Regions from separate parts of the Capsicum annuum genome. Here region 2 is linked to region 1. A link is a contact called in public Hi-C data. All regions are on one chromosome and are shown on one strand. Each heading gives the region's core, a stretch centred on a gene start, on an enhancer-like site or on the middle of the called end of the contact. The rest is flanking DNA. Distances are from core to core; before and after follow the strand shown.

What was found. Hi-C and Micro-C count contacts between places; a contact is called where the count stands out from the background.
Region 2: a contact with region 1 is called in a Hi-C map of leaf, with 4 times the contacts expected there. The contact joins two enhancer-like sites. A contact is called at or near these places in 4 of 5 Hi-C or Micro-C datasets (bud, leaf and placenta).

What each region holds. Positions count from the first base shown.
Region 1 is chr4:30,906,639-30,914,133 of UCD10Xv1.1, reverse strand. It overlaps LOC107868120 (OVARIAN TUMOR DOMAIN-containing deubiquitinating enzyme 7), which reads right to left. Exons shown (of 12, transcript XM_016714713.2): 12 at 2,875-3,730. Among protein-coding and RNA genes, the nearest start is that of LOC107868120, 29 kb to the right of the region's middle. Within about 2 kb of position 3,068, at least 3 of the 5 cell types and tissues checked have an H3K27ac peak or open chromatin away from gene starts, as enhancers often do. A contact at or near this core is called in leaf, where this site is marked.
Region 2 is chr4:31,209,535-31,217,029 of UCD10Xv1.1, reverse strand. No RefSeq gene overlaps it. Among protein-coding and RNA genes, the nearest start is that of LOC124897928, 5.4 kb to the right of the region's middle. Within about 2 kb of position 2,834, at least 1 of the 5 cell types and tissues checked has an H3K27ac peak or open chromatin away from gene starts, as enhancers often do. A contact at or near this core is called in leaf, where this site is marked.

The DNA.
Region 1 (7,495 bases), core at 1,819-4,318:
TGAGATTTAGACCATTCACTTGTATATATTTTTGCTTTACTTACTATCATCGTCTTGTCTAGTTTGGAGCTAATAAAAAGAATCAAGCCGCTTGACTTTTTGTGGATCCAATATAAGATTTGATAAGAAACAAAGGAAAGAGAAAATAGATTAGTACACCAAACGCTAGAGAAAGAATCAAGTAAAGAAACTCTTTAGAGGTAAGACGACGTACCATTGATCATCTTCAGAAGATTCACAAAGAATCCTTATTTATGTGGATATTGGTAGTTTTGTTCCAAAATGTAAGTGCTGAATTACAATGTATACCAGCATCATCAGACTTTTCCTTTCATCTGTTAAATCCAACAATGTAAAGATGATGATTTTCTAAATCAATTACAACTATCTTCAGTAGAACTACTTGAGAAAACAAATCAACTAAGGTCTGATAGAATAGGAAATCAAGTAATTAGAGGTTGTGCATATTTTAAATTTCCGTCTTTGTTGTTGCTCCTCTTCTAAAAAGCAAATAAAATTTATTATTTCTTATTTAATTACAGAAAAGAGAGAAGCTTGAAGGAGTAATTAGGGTTTCGATTGAAAGAGGAAAATAAGTTTTTAAGTTAATTGAAGGAAAAGACACTTCCCATGAAGAAGGAAAATGCTGAAAATATAGAAGTCCAACAAAGAGATAAGATGCATTAGTAGTTTTATTTTAAAACTGACATCATTGTTGTAGAGGAACGTGAAAGTAGGAAGGGGGTTATATTTGATATTAGTAACTACCCAATTTAAAAAATATAAATTAAAATAACAAATAGGAGTATTAGTTTTTCAACAATCAGTTCTAAAATTAACTTTTTTGTTTAGTAATTTAATTTTTGTTAAAAAATAGTACCATTACTTTTTTTCTTTTAACAATAAAAATATTAGTATTACCAAGGTTAAGAAATAACATTTTAAAAAGTTATTATTACTTTGTTTTAAAAGTATGAAATGATTTTATTAAAATTTGATCAAAAGGAAGGCTAATTATGTAATCAGATTTAAATTTCAAACAGATAAGATGAGAGATCTTATCAAATTGATAGAGGATAAATTCAAATGCAATTTAACTAACTGTCAAATTTTGTTTTATCTTTTAAACAAAAAAAGTAAATTCAAATTAGTAACTATAAACTAACTTAACCAGTTTTTTGTCCTAAACTGTCAAGTGACTTATTTTTATGTTGCCACTTGACTTAATGTGAAGACTTTGTACTCTTTTTTTAATAATATATAGAAAAGGAACCAAGTGAAAATGAAGTCGCCCGTGCTCTAGAGAGCAAAGACCATCGCTTTGTTTTGTTTCTTGGAAAAATTGAGATCATTTGTTTCTTGAAAAAATAGACGGATAGAGAAAAACCAAAAGAATTTGAGGAATATTTTTATCTTTATATATATAAATTCATGGTATCAAATCCTGTCTTATGTATTACTAATACCATCAAATGAAATGTATTAGTAATACATCCTATAATATCAAATAGGGTGTATAACTAATATATGTATTAGTTATACAGTGTTAAAATTGCTACAATACAAAGTTATTAAATAATACTACACTCAATACATTTATTATTTATTTAAGAGTTAATAGTCCGAAAAATATTTGTACTTTGCCTAAATTTGCAGTTGCGCATACTGAATTTTGCGGGGGTCCTATTACCCCCTGAATATTTTAAAAATAAAATATATACCCATCTAAAAGCTCATACCCAGATTTTGTTTCAAGTAGTGACCTGCACGCGCTGTCACATAAAATATTACTTTTTTTAATATAAAAAACTGATTACTTTTATTTATTACATTTTTTCCTTTGTATTTTTTTTTTAAAAAATCTTTTTCATTTCATTTTGTTTTTTTTATACCCTGTTCTCATCCTTTTCTTTAACTTCTCCACATTTTTTTGTCATTTTTGGGTCAAAATTTTTTAGGAAAACACATTAGGATGATTAGATTGAGGGATTAATAAGAAATTACTATAATTTAAATAGGGCTTGCAAGTGAAAGGTTAGATTTGAGATAAAGCCATGGAAGAATAAAAATGAATTCTTGAAAATTTGAACATTGATGAATAGAGAAAAGAAAATAAAAATAAAAAATAATCAAAAGCTTACATGGCAAATGTGTTTTGGTGAAAGAGAGTCAAAGAAAAAAGAAAATGAAATTGATGAGACTCATTGGCGATGAGGAAGATATGAAATTAATTTTAAACACCATTGATGAATTTTGAAGCTTTTTAGTTTTGTGAGAGAGAAAAAGAAAAAAGAAATTGAATATAACAAAAAAAAAAAAAACCCAATGTATTCCCACCAAGTGGAGTCTGGGGAGGGTAGAGTGTACACAGTCCCTACCACTACCTCCAGAGAAGTAGAGAGGATGTTTCCGATAGACCCCCGACTCACGATAAAGAAAAGTAGACCAAAGCGTAATTAAATAAGAAGCAAGATGGGTGGCATAACATGACAAGGAATAAGACACATAAAAATAGAAGTCAGAGCAATAAAAAAAAAAAAGAAATTGAATAAAGAAAAATAATAATTGAAATTATATATATTTATGTAAAGAAATATTAAAAATAAATTTTTAATATATAATTTTCGTTCTCACAGAAAGAGTGAAATGCACTCACTTTGCCACCTCAGCATTTGGGGAGCAAATAATTTCATTTTTAAAATGTTTCAGTATGCGCAACTGCAAATTTAAGCAAAGTACAGATATTTTTCAAACTATTATTCCTTTATTTAACACACTACCAAACAACCCCGTGCATTGAAAATTTACGCTGCCGGATCACTTATAGCTAGCCGCAGGTAATTATTTTATAGTAAAACGTAGTAAGTGAAGTGAGGCATCACAACAGGTAAAATTACTTGATAGTCTAAAAATCATTTACATCGTTAATGTAAAATATAAATCTTAGAATTGCTGGATATCGGAGGATCCACCGTGGGAGTAATTTTAACAACACCAAATGATTTGAAGGAAACACTGGAAGACCCAAGTTACCTATTTCACTGAGGCAACAGCAATGCATTAAAGCAAATACTTAAAAACATCACAAAAATTGAAGAAATGTTGACGCCGTTAAAAATATAAACTATACCACCAGTCTAAGAGGGAAAATTGCTGTTAAGGCACCAACAAGCATTCTATATGCAACCAATTCAGTTTCTCCCATACTCCATATTTCATTTAGTTCAATATCTCAAGGAAATGCTGGATTTTGTTGAGTAAGTCCACTGTTCTCCAGAAAAATTGAGCTGGTTCCAGTTCACACTTCTCACTCCAACTTACCAAAGCAACTAAGCAGAAATAGGACTGGAAACTAGATATGTTTAAGTCATGAAGAATATAACATAGGATCCGTGTGTTGCCCCATCGAATACCAAGGTACTCCTGAAAATGAATGGAAGTCCATTCCTCACAAATATAATCAGTTGATTCAAATTCCTCTTGGATTCTCACCTCCACGTTCTCACTTCCAATGAATCAAGTCCTTGGATCACAAAGCACTGTAGCATTTTTGATGGTCCTCCAAGGCAATATATCAAATAATCAGCAACTACGAAATATAAAGTATAGTACTTCAGGAGATCAAGCCTCCAGAAATCATGCTTGTGACTTGTGAGTCATCCATAGGAAAGATATGGCATCCCATCCATGCTCTAAATCATAGGAGAAGATGGTATCAACATGGAAAAACCTACACGCATTATTTGTTTGAAAACAGTGAGTACAGGCCTGATACATCAGATGAACAAGATTACAAACTAGCTACAATAAAAACGGGAGTACGGAACCATTAGGATGAAAGAAATATATAGTAGCACTTGTTTAACCAATGCCACTGTTTCAACCAAAACACACACAAATGCTATCCGTTTTGGTCTGCAACTGTGACAATGACATTTATTTTTATACTCCCGTTTCACAAATAAAACCATTGCGCAAAGCTCAGGGAAAAGAGTAAACATTAAGGGGTCATTTGGCTGCTGATTAGGAGGTGCTTATTCATGTATTAAATTCTGCATAATTTATACCATGTTCAGTAGCATTCTTTTGCTATGTATAAAATTCAATACAACAAATACAGTATGATTAGCAATTTACACTCCCCCATAACTAATACATGTATAAGTTATGGGTGAATATGTGCATCATCTTATGCAGAATAGAAGATGGAAAAATTAATGGAGTACATGAATAACTAAAAAAAGGCAGTCCGGTGCACTTAAGCTCCCGCTATTCGCAGGGTCCAGAGAACGGCTCCACTACAAGGATGTATTGTACGCAGCCTTAGTTTCCAAGGTTTGACCCCGTGACCTCCTGTAATACAAGTTTGGGAAGTACTTATTGCATTAAAAGATTTCAACTTAACATCAAGAGTCTAGAGTGTTCAAGAGAGTGTGGATGCCACAGAACCAATACAAGAGAAGATAAACATTATATTTTAGGTACTTTTGATCATAGTATAATGTACATGTAATTAAGGGGCATTTATGTTTTTTCTTATTTTAAGTTAGCCCTAGTAGTATAAAACTTTAAATAGAATATGATCAATATTTTTAGGACGGACAATATTTTCAGGTCAACTCTCTTGGTGAGGTTTATGGATTGGATCTCTCTTGAATATCTTTTGGTAAGATTATTCATGTATGAGTTTAATTCTCTTCGCCATTGAATGCAATAATGTAATTGTTTGTTCAAATTAGGAAATTACAAATCTATATTTGTTTCTAATTTACTTCAATTGTGGGATTGTTTCATTCTTTTTTTTCTATCTTCCATCTATTTTTTGATTATCCATTCAATCTATTTATCTTGTATCTCGTTTTAAATCAATTGGTATCAGAGCAAGGTTAAAGAATTGTTCCTACAATTCTTAATCTTAGGCTTGTATCATTTGAAAATTCACAAACAAATACAGAAAAATCAGAAAAAATTTAAAAAAGAAAAAAATTGGACTGAAAATTGAAGAAATTTTCAAGTGGTTATTGTTGGGAATAGTTTAAAGTGCTTGAATATCAAATTCGGGAGCATTTAAAGTTGATTTGAAGTTGATTTTGCCTCAGTTTCTTCGATTTTCGCAGCTGAAATTTCAGTACTTTCTAGAGTGAAAATTTTGAGTTTTTGAGCTCTCTTGTGTTTACCCCCATCTTTTGGATCTAAGTTGTTTTGATCATGGGTAAATTATATTAGCTTTCAATTTTGGGATCTAAGGATGAATTTGGGGTAAATTTTGGATTCAAAAATTGGGCAATCTTTTCTTGTGTGAATTATAGTGAAATTTTGAAGTTTGAGTTAAATTCTTACTTCGAAAACTATTAGGTGATGCTTAAAGTATCTCATATTGATTGGGTAAACTTGATTTGAGTTGGGTCTTGATAGATTTGATGAATGTGGTGTTTTGAGTGATCTTTCTTCCCAAACTCTATATTTGAATTGTTTCATTTATGGGTCAATCATATCGTATGTAAATTTCTTTAGCAAGATTACATTGAGTATTAGTTCTACTTGTGTTTTCTAGTTATTCTTGTGTTCGTATTTCATTTCGCGTCAATTTCTTTCGTACTTTTCTCTTTTTAGTTTCATAGAAGGGGAGCCTTGGAGTAACTGGTAAAGTTGTTGTCGTGTGACCAGGAGGTCACACGGGTTCAAGCCTTGGAAACAGCCTCTGGCAGAAATGCAAGGTAAGGCAGCGTACGATACACCCTTGTGGTGGGGCCCTTCCCCGACACCGCGCATAGCGGTAGCTTTAGTGCACCGGGTTGCCCTTTTTTTTTGCCTCTTTTTAGTTTCATTGTGTGTTTAATCCATTTCTTGTCTGTTAGTGTGTTTTGTCATTCTTTTCTATTGATATAAACTCTACTCCGAAACGATCCTAGAAAGCTTACTTTGAGATTATAGAACCGTGAAGAGACTAAAGAATACCCTTGAGTGGTAAAAGGCTTGAGTAGTGAGATCATTTGAGGGTGGCCCTAAAAGCCTACGACCTTTGAGGGTATACACGAGCGGAAAGAAAATTGAGTGTCATCGTTTGAGTAATACACGTGAGAGAGTGAATTGTGAGGTCCATTTTACTAACCATTTTTCTGGTCTTAATTATATCTTAAAGGGAGGTTTGGATTCAATGGAGAAAGGAGAACTTCATCTTATAATTCTACTTCTAGTAAGAATTACTGTGAAGTTTTTCATGATTATTATAATAGTGCTTCTACATGATTAAATTTGACGTAATTGTAAAGGGATATGAAAGCAGTTATGATTAAATTTGACGTCATTGTAAAGGGATATAAAAGCAGTTGCACATTGATTGCATCTTAGGTGTATATAAATTATGTTATACCAACTTCATTGATCCTTCTTTGGTTGAGTGGTTGGGAATACCATGTCATACAAAAAGTTCACAATACAAATTTGGTGGGCGGGTGGTTGACAAAGAGGCAAACATCATTGTTTACCATGAGAGCTATCAAGGGGGAATTTGGTGCGATATCTATCATTTGTCTACTTGTTTGATGTGTTTAGGAGCTCATTGGTTCAACCATAATAAATTTTGGTTTGATAGAAATTTGAAAAAGTTTGTTGCGTTAGATTCTATGGAAAGAAAGCATGTCTTAACTCCCATGGAATAACAAATGAGAAGGTCAAGAAAGTGAAAATGTAGACTACTAACTTGAAATTTGATATGCAAAGTCATTCAAATAATTCAAGTAAAGTCTTTGAAGCTTCTAAAGATGCCAAGTTGAAATTTGATGTGAAGTGTCATCTCAATGACTCAAAGGGGATCCTTGGAGCCTATTGCCCTCCTAATGAAATGAATGAAAAAGAAAAGAAAGACAGGAATAAGGGAATGGATGGTGACAATTCAAGAGAGCAAAAAAATATATATATTTGGAATGAAGTGAGTGAGTGGTTACAAGCACAAAAGAAAAGGAAGTTGAAAAGTGAGTGGCTACAAGCACAAACGAAAAGAAAGTTCAAAAATTAGAGTGAATTGTCACAAGAAAAGAAGAAAAGTGAAGCAAGTGAGAAAAAAAAACGAGATAATAGAAAAATAAGAAATTGTGAGTGAGAAGTCTTCTTGTTCTAATTCTACCATTTTGAATTTTTCTTCTTCTAGTGTTTCCACTTCTTTTATAGGTATTCTTGAAGAAGAGCACAAAAAGAACGATTCAACATGGAAAGAAACTCAAGAATCGAAAGAAGCAAGTCAAGTTAGGACTACTTCAAGAGAACAAGTGAGCTTAATTTTAGAAAATCAAGGTAAAGAAGATTCGTTAAGTGTTCAGCAAGGTAAAAAGGCCAATCTTTAACTCTTTAGTTACTTCAAATGAACTTGATAGTGACTTGAGTGTGAATGTTAGACCATCTTTTGGTGAGGTTGATGATTCTTTACTTTGTGTCAATAGACAAATGAATGATGATCATACACTAGTTGAATATGATTGTGGAGCTAAAATTGTTA
Region 2 (7,495 bases), core at 1,585-4,084, 300 kb before region 1:
AGGGTCTCCTGTCTTATTCCTCTCGACGGTTGGAAAATTTAGTCGGCTTTCCATTTATTAGGATAGAGATAGAAGAAGAAGTAACACAATTCATAATCAAAGAAATTAAATCATCCGGTAAATTAAGGTTAGATAGCGAGAATCGAATAAAAGACCATTCAATTCTTTCGATCACCTTTTCTAAGTCAATTTTGATCATCATTTGGTATTGGTTACCCTTTGTTTTATTGAAAGAGTGGATAGCTTCCTGAACGATAATAGCATTATCCGAATCACGCCTATTCGGAATAAAGTTACTTTGGGTCGAGTTAATAATTTTATCTAGGAAAGGACGAATTCTATTGACAAGGATCTTGGTGATCGTCTTATAGATGGTATTACAAAGGCTTCTAGGCCGGTAATGGGTGACTTGTTTCGGCATAATCTTTTTTGGAATAAGGACAATGTTAGTTTGATTAATTTCCGGGTTAATGCATTTCGAGGAGAACGCATCCATACAAGTATTAATAATGGAGAAATTAGTGTTATCCCAAAATTTTTGAAAGAAAATGGGATGCATCCCGTCTGGTCCCGGAGTCTTTGAAGGTTTGGAAAAATTAATGGCTTTGTTGATTTCTTCGATCGTAAGCGCTTTATTGATAATTTGATAGTCATCCTTTGAGAATGAATTGCCCTCAGGCAAAACCCTTAGAAGGGGACAACTCGTTAAGTTGGTTGTGTAAACACCTTTGAAGTGATTTTTAATAATATTCTTTATTTCTTTAGGATTGAACGTCCAGTTACCGACTGAATCCACAAGATCAAGAATTTTATTTCTATGCCTTTTTTTAATGGTAGAGATATGGAAGAATCTGGTATTAGCGCCACCGTCTAGCATCCATTGGACTCTAGATTTCAGTTTCCAAAAGTCCTCTTCTTGTTTTAAGATGCTATTAAAATTACGATAAAGAGTTGATTCTAGATCATAGTGAAAATTAGTTTTTTTAGTCGGGTCTATTTTTTGAAGACCATTCATTCTAGCTAAAATATTTCTTTTATTTTTGAAGAGCTTACCAAAGGTTTCCTTATTCCAAGAGGTGACATCATGCTTAAAACGATTAGTGGCGTTAAGGAAGTTGTAATTGTCATGCCAACTATTTTTAACAATATTTTTAAAGTTGGGGTGGTGCAGCCACATAGTTTCAAAATAAAAGTTCGAAGTAACGATCTTATCACTTCTAATAAGATTAAGTAAAAGAGGGCAGTGGTCTGAATGAACTCTAGGTAGGTGCATAACTTTCGAGTCAGGAAATAAGTTAAGCCATAACGAATTACAAAGAGAACGATCAAGCCTTTCCGTAATAATACTAGCATTATTTTTATGCATGTTGGTCCAAGTAAATTTCGAGCCAACAAAACCTAAGTCTATCATATGTAAATTATTGATGCATTCAATGAAATTAGTAACTCTTCTGTTGTCAACCCCATTCCCACCGAATTTTTCTAACTACTAGTAACTTCGTTGAAGTCTCCCCCATTAGTCATGGCCCATCAAATTTTGTGGATAAATCGTGCAAGTTTTTCCAAAGGACTTTTTTGTAGTGATAACTATTTCTAGCGCAAATAAGTGAAAGAGTCCATGGTGTAGTATTCGGACTTACTTGGAGGCTTGCATGTATTTCCTGCTCCGTAAGTACAAGAGGATTCATAATTAATTCATTATTATTCTAACAAATTGTTATACCACCTGAGTATCCAAAAGTCGGTACATATATGATATCCGTGAATGGTAAAAGTTGCATGAGAGGCTCTTGATCTGATAACCTAGTTTCTGTGAGAGCTAGTATTGTGGGATTGTAAGTAGCTATAATTTCCAGTACATTCCTTCTGAAGGACGGATTATTCACGCCTCTACAGTTCCAGATGATAATCTTCATGGATGGTTGTGTGCGTAGAGATGATGCCCCTCCTGGTGCCAATGACATCTCCAGGTTTATCTCAATTTGGTTCTGGAATAAGGAGAAGTCCCTGTTCTGTCTCTCCGTTGTTGCTAATAGGATGACATACTGATTCATATGGTTCTCCGGATAGGATTTGATGTTGATCGAAAATTTTGGTACTGGCAAAGGGATTGTCACTAGGAGACGTTCTTCTGTACTTTGTCTAAAGGTAAACGTTAGCAAATCCTCGAGAGTGATCGGAATCATTACCTGGGTGGCGTCATTTGTTAGTATTTCCTCTTGATCCTGTGGCTGGTGTTGAGCATTGTTGTCGTAGGATAATTGATGTTGTGGCGATGGTGGATTGTTGTTCGGCATCTGTGGAACTTCTTGGTCGTTTATCATTACCTCCCATGTTGGCGATATGGCATGCAGTTGGTGACTGGCCCAATTTGAATAGTTCATCTGTTGGGATGAGTCCCAACTCATGCTGGTGTTGTTTTCCATCATTAAGTTCATTTGCAAGTGCAATATTGTCGTTTCTAAGTCTATTAAGTGTTGGTTCTGCGTGTAGTGGGCGTTCACTAAATTGTGGTAATTTTGAATTAGCTCCGATAGTGTGATAATGGGTGGGAAGAAGCCCATCGATAGAGGATTGTTTTGAGCCAATTCGTTTGTTTGTTGCATCATCTAGGTTGTCGTCCAGTTGGGTTGGTATATCCGGATGTTCTCGTCTAAGTTTTGGAGTTGTAGTGCCTCCCAGTTCTGAAAAATATTGACGTTCTGCATGGGCTGGGGGTTCACGTCTGTCCAGTTTTCGTGGCTGTTTATTGACGAGGGAATTTGGTTCGGTGGTGTTCAATGATTTTGATGGTTTTGTGGGTTGCGGAGGCGATGGCTGGTGGGACGTCGCGGCATCTTTGGGTATGGCTAAGTGAGATTGTGTTTGGGTGATAGATGGTGATGAGTCTGTGGTGTTTAAAGATGGTTTTTGAGTTTCTTGTAGAAGGAAGGAAAGGTTTGGTAGTAGGGTTGATGTTCATGCTAGGGTTATCAATGGATGAAGTACTGGCTATATTTGTAGCTGGATTTTGTTTTAATTGATCATTTATAGTAGAAATTCTTTGACGAACTCTTCCTTTGTTAGGTGAGACCATTAGCAAGTTTTCATTTGTATGTAGAGCTTGAGAAGGTACGTGAGTCGTTGAAGCATTTTTTGTAGCATAGTTGAGAGTTAAAGGAGTGTAGTTAGTGATATTGATGTTTGAAAGAGTAAAGTCAGAATAGAGTAAAGAAGTATCTGGTGAAAGATTTGAAATATCAGTAGGGTTATAGAATCAACTATTTAAGGAAGTACAAGTACTATAGGAATTACTATTTGGGCTATCAAGGGGCTTTAGAGTAGGTGATGTAGGAGTAATTGAAATGATTGCAGTGGAACTAGAAGACTTTAGAGGCATTACTTTTCTGGGAGAGTTAGTGAAATGAGTGGTTTGAGTAGACTGAGAAGTTGAGCACATGTTGAAAGGGTTATTTTGTTTTAGGTGTGATGTCGATGGATTTAGAATCACTTCTTTGGGTACATTGATGACTGTCGCGTCCATAGTTATGTTCATGTCTTTTTGAGGAGGTACGTGGGTGTGTGAGGGTGGTGAAGGATCAATTCTTTTTTCCTCATTATTTTCAGAAATTGAAAGATTATGAAATCTATTGGAATTTATATGATTTAGATGATTTTTCGTGGCAGCGTTGGGATTATAGGATAACTTATTTTTTTGTTTTCGATCATAGAAAATAGTGGTCCAAGTAAAAACGTCGCTCGTACTATTTTTTTCATTTTTTTCTGTTGTTTCTTTTTTTTCATCATTTTTTTTTTTGAAGCTTCTTTTTTTTCGTAATTCTTATTACTATTTTCGGCATCAATTTTTTCTACATGAGTTCCCTGGAAAGGATTGGTTGTATGAGTGGCCTGAGGGCTTGACTTTTTCTTGTCAGGATTTGTTTGGACAGTAATGAATGTTGTGACCTAAACAACCACATAATTGACATAAGGGTGTAGTACTTTCAAAGAGGATCTTTTGTAGGTGAGACACAATAAGAATATTCGAAGGAAGAGGTTTATTAAGCTTTGTTAGAATGCACAATCTAGCGTATCGTCCTCTTGAAGCATTTCTTGTGCAACTGTCTATTTTCAGGATAGTTCCTATAGTGTTGCTAATTTTTTGTAGTATTTGGAGGTCGTAGTATTCAGTAGGAAGTTCAGGGAGTCGTATCCAAATAGTAGTGTAGTTTGGGCTTTCAGTTAAGGGGTTGAACTTTGGTTCCCATTTACAAATGGAAAGATATTGAAAGCCGATGAACCAAGGTTCATGAAAGAGAGCTTTTTCATAATTTTGTTTGTGAATGAACTTAATGAGGTAGAAGTCTTCCCCTAGGTTGATGAGGTTAAGGTCTTCATTAAGGTTCCATACGTTCTTTAGTTTAGATCGGAGATAATTATAACCTTGGCTTTTTCCTAAAAGTTTCACTATAACAACTTGTTCCCAGGGGGTATATAATTTTTTTTTGTCAGAAGTGAAAATGGGTATGAAGAAGGGGTGGTTAGAATTGTTTTTTTGTTCATCATCTAGGTTGAAAAGATGAAAATCTTTTTGGATAGAGTGAATGGGGTTGGTGGGATTGTCAATTAAAACTGTCTTTAAAGCTCATAGTACTAGTACTAGAAGTAGAGAATAAAGGAGGAGAGGATGTTGAAGGTACCTCTTTAGGTTTATTTTTGCATAACAAAGATGTTAAATTTGGTCATGCATGGGTAAACAACTTGTCCTTTAGGCTCCGGACTCTCTTTAGTTGTATGCATGTGTAAATTGGTCAATTTATCGAATTATTATTTGACATAAATGTTCATGAAATACATATCAAAACTAATTTTAATTTTTTTTCTGTATAGATATGGATTATCAACAGTTTGTCCATCCAGGACCATCACATTATGATGTATATGCCACGCAAAGTAAGTATCGATCCGAAGCTATTTGGAGAGACATTAAAATGAGAAAAGGCATGTTTGGAAATGCGGCGTGATGATAATGATTTTTGATAATATATTAGTAGTCCGTTTCAAATAGGAGTTTCACCAAATATTGATTGTCCATTGAACGTAAAATAATTTGCATCTCGACCAAAAATAATCTCATCATTTTTCGGGTTGGTAATACCCATTTTACTCCTAAACAACCTTTGCAAATGATCATACTTGAGAGATAAAGGAAATGACTGAACCACTATAGGACGCCGACTATATCGAATCGAATTTCCACCATGCAAAACTTATTATTACCTTATTATCATCCATCTTAAAGTAAGAAATGAATAAGTTATGAACTTTGACAATTAAAGAAACTGCACTCATACTCTTTATATAGCATCGTAGATTTTGAAATTGTTACAAGGTAACTATGGAATCCTACCTTACAAGGTGAATATGAATTCCTACCTTACAAGGTGAGACGAATTATAATCAGCCAGCAAAATCCCTTGTCAGCTGTAAGTCCCATCTTGCAGACACTCCTATTTTTTTTTGTAAGTGACTCCATTTACCTTGTACTTTTTCAGTCAATCATCCATTTTCAGATAAGATAAGATAAGGTAAGCGTGTCCATTTACCTTTTAAGGTAAAATCACGATTCTACCTTGCACTTTAACATGTAACCAAACAGTGTTAACTTTTAATGGACAAAGTAATTACCTGTGTTTAACTTGTCCGTTTTGGTATTTTTCAATTTTGATATGCCCCTTTAAAATTTTTGATTAAAAAACTTGCCCTTTAGGCTCCGAACTCTAAAATAATATTTATCTCAATGGACATGCTAGTTCGACTTTAGAACTTGATTCAATATTATAATAAGACAATATGGTGATAACGGAAGACATTTCCAATTTTAAACTCAAGCAAATCGTGGATAATATCATTACTTACAAAAAGAGGACTGAAATACAATCAAGCATCAGTCTTCCCAACAAAATTTAGCATCAAGCAATGATCAAAATTTGAGGATATACTAACTTTCAACAATTCCAAGGGAAGGCCTAAGGACTAATACAACTGGACAAGTTACAAATGCCTAGTATTAAAATAAAATTTGATAAAGTAAACTTTTTAACAAGCTAAGGGCTCGTTTGGTTGGGATAAGTTATTTCGGAATTAGCTATTTCGAGATTAGTTATCCCATCATATATATGAGATAACTGATTCAATCACTGTGGTAGAAATGGTGGGATAACTAATCTTGGAACTAATAAATACCCCAACCAAGTGCCCACTAAAATAATCCTGCATTTTATTTTGAAACCTTAAGTTGCTTTTACATAGTTGGCATCAAAGGAATTATAATTTATTGATCTTCTAAACTTTTGGGTGCTGGCATCACTCACCTAAAGCAAAAAGGACGCAGAGAAAGAAAATAAATTTGCAGTATAACAGAAAATGGAAGAGAATAGAATGTTATTTTCTTGAACTCTCTGCTTTTACTAAGATGTGAGTAAGCACTAAGATTATTTTGACTCGGTAAATAAACGCATAAGTAAAACAGTAAAAAGAAAATACTAAGATTCACTAAGTTTTAACACTCCCCATTAGTGCATGCTTATGATCAATTACTCCAAGAGCAGCTCTGAAATATTCAAATTTAGGCTTTATCAAAGCCTTTGTAAATGTATCGGCAACTTGCTCAGTTGCAGAAATTCCTTTCAGTACATTCTTGCTCCAATAGTTTCTCTCGAATGTAGTGATGGTGAACCTCTATGTGCTTCGTCCGATCATGAAAAATTGAATTTGATGCAAGCTTGACAGCACTTTCATTATCAAAACTAATTTGAATAGCATTATCAACTTTGCACAACATCTCTCCTATTAATTTCTTTGATACAAGTATGATCATGATCATAACATTTTTGAGTATTTTTGAAGACTAGTCATTAAAGGGCTCTTATGTCATTTCTCTATTATTTGTAATGTTGTATAAATAGAACCTTGTAGGGTTTATTTTCTTAGTTTATGCTTGATATTGAAGACACTACTCTTGTGAGAGAGAGTTCTCAAAACTGAAATTAGGGCATAGCATAAGGGTGGATTCTCTTGTGTGTTGCAAAGCTTGAGACTTTGGTGCTTTGAGAGGTGGATGCCCCTCTTGTGTCATTGTAACAGTTAGGTGTTTGTTGTATGAAGTGTTAAAGGTCCAAGAGTGAATATGCTCTTGGGTTGTTAAGACTACATCAACACTTGTCTAACTATCTATCTTTGTTTCTTGTCCTAATCTTGTAGTTTGTGATGTTGTTGTTCAAACCGTTTGGTTATTGTGGTTGTAACATTGTTGTTCTTCATTTTTATTGTCATAATATAGTTTGATTTGCTGCTGGAAATTAGGTGTTAAACACCTTATTACATAGCGTTCTTGTTGTGTTCTTGAATCCGAGAGGGGTCACCAAAAGAGGTCCATAGTTCCTTGAACTAGTGGACAGTTTTGGTTTTTGTTTTCTTGTGTTCTTAGGCTGTGTTGTATCATTTGGTATTAGAG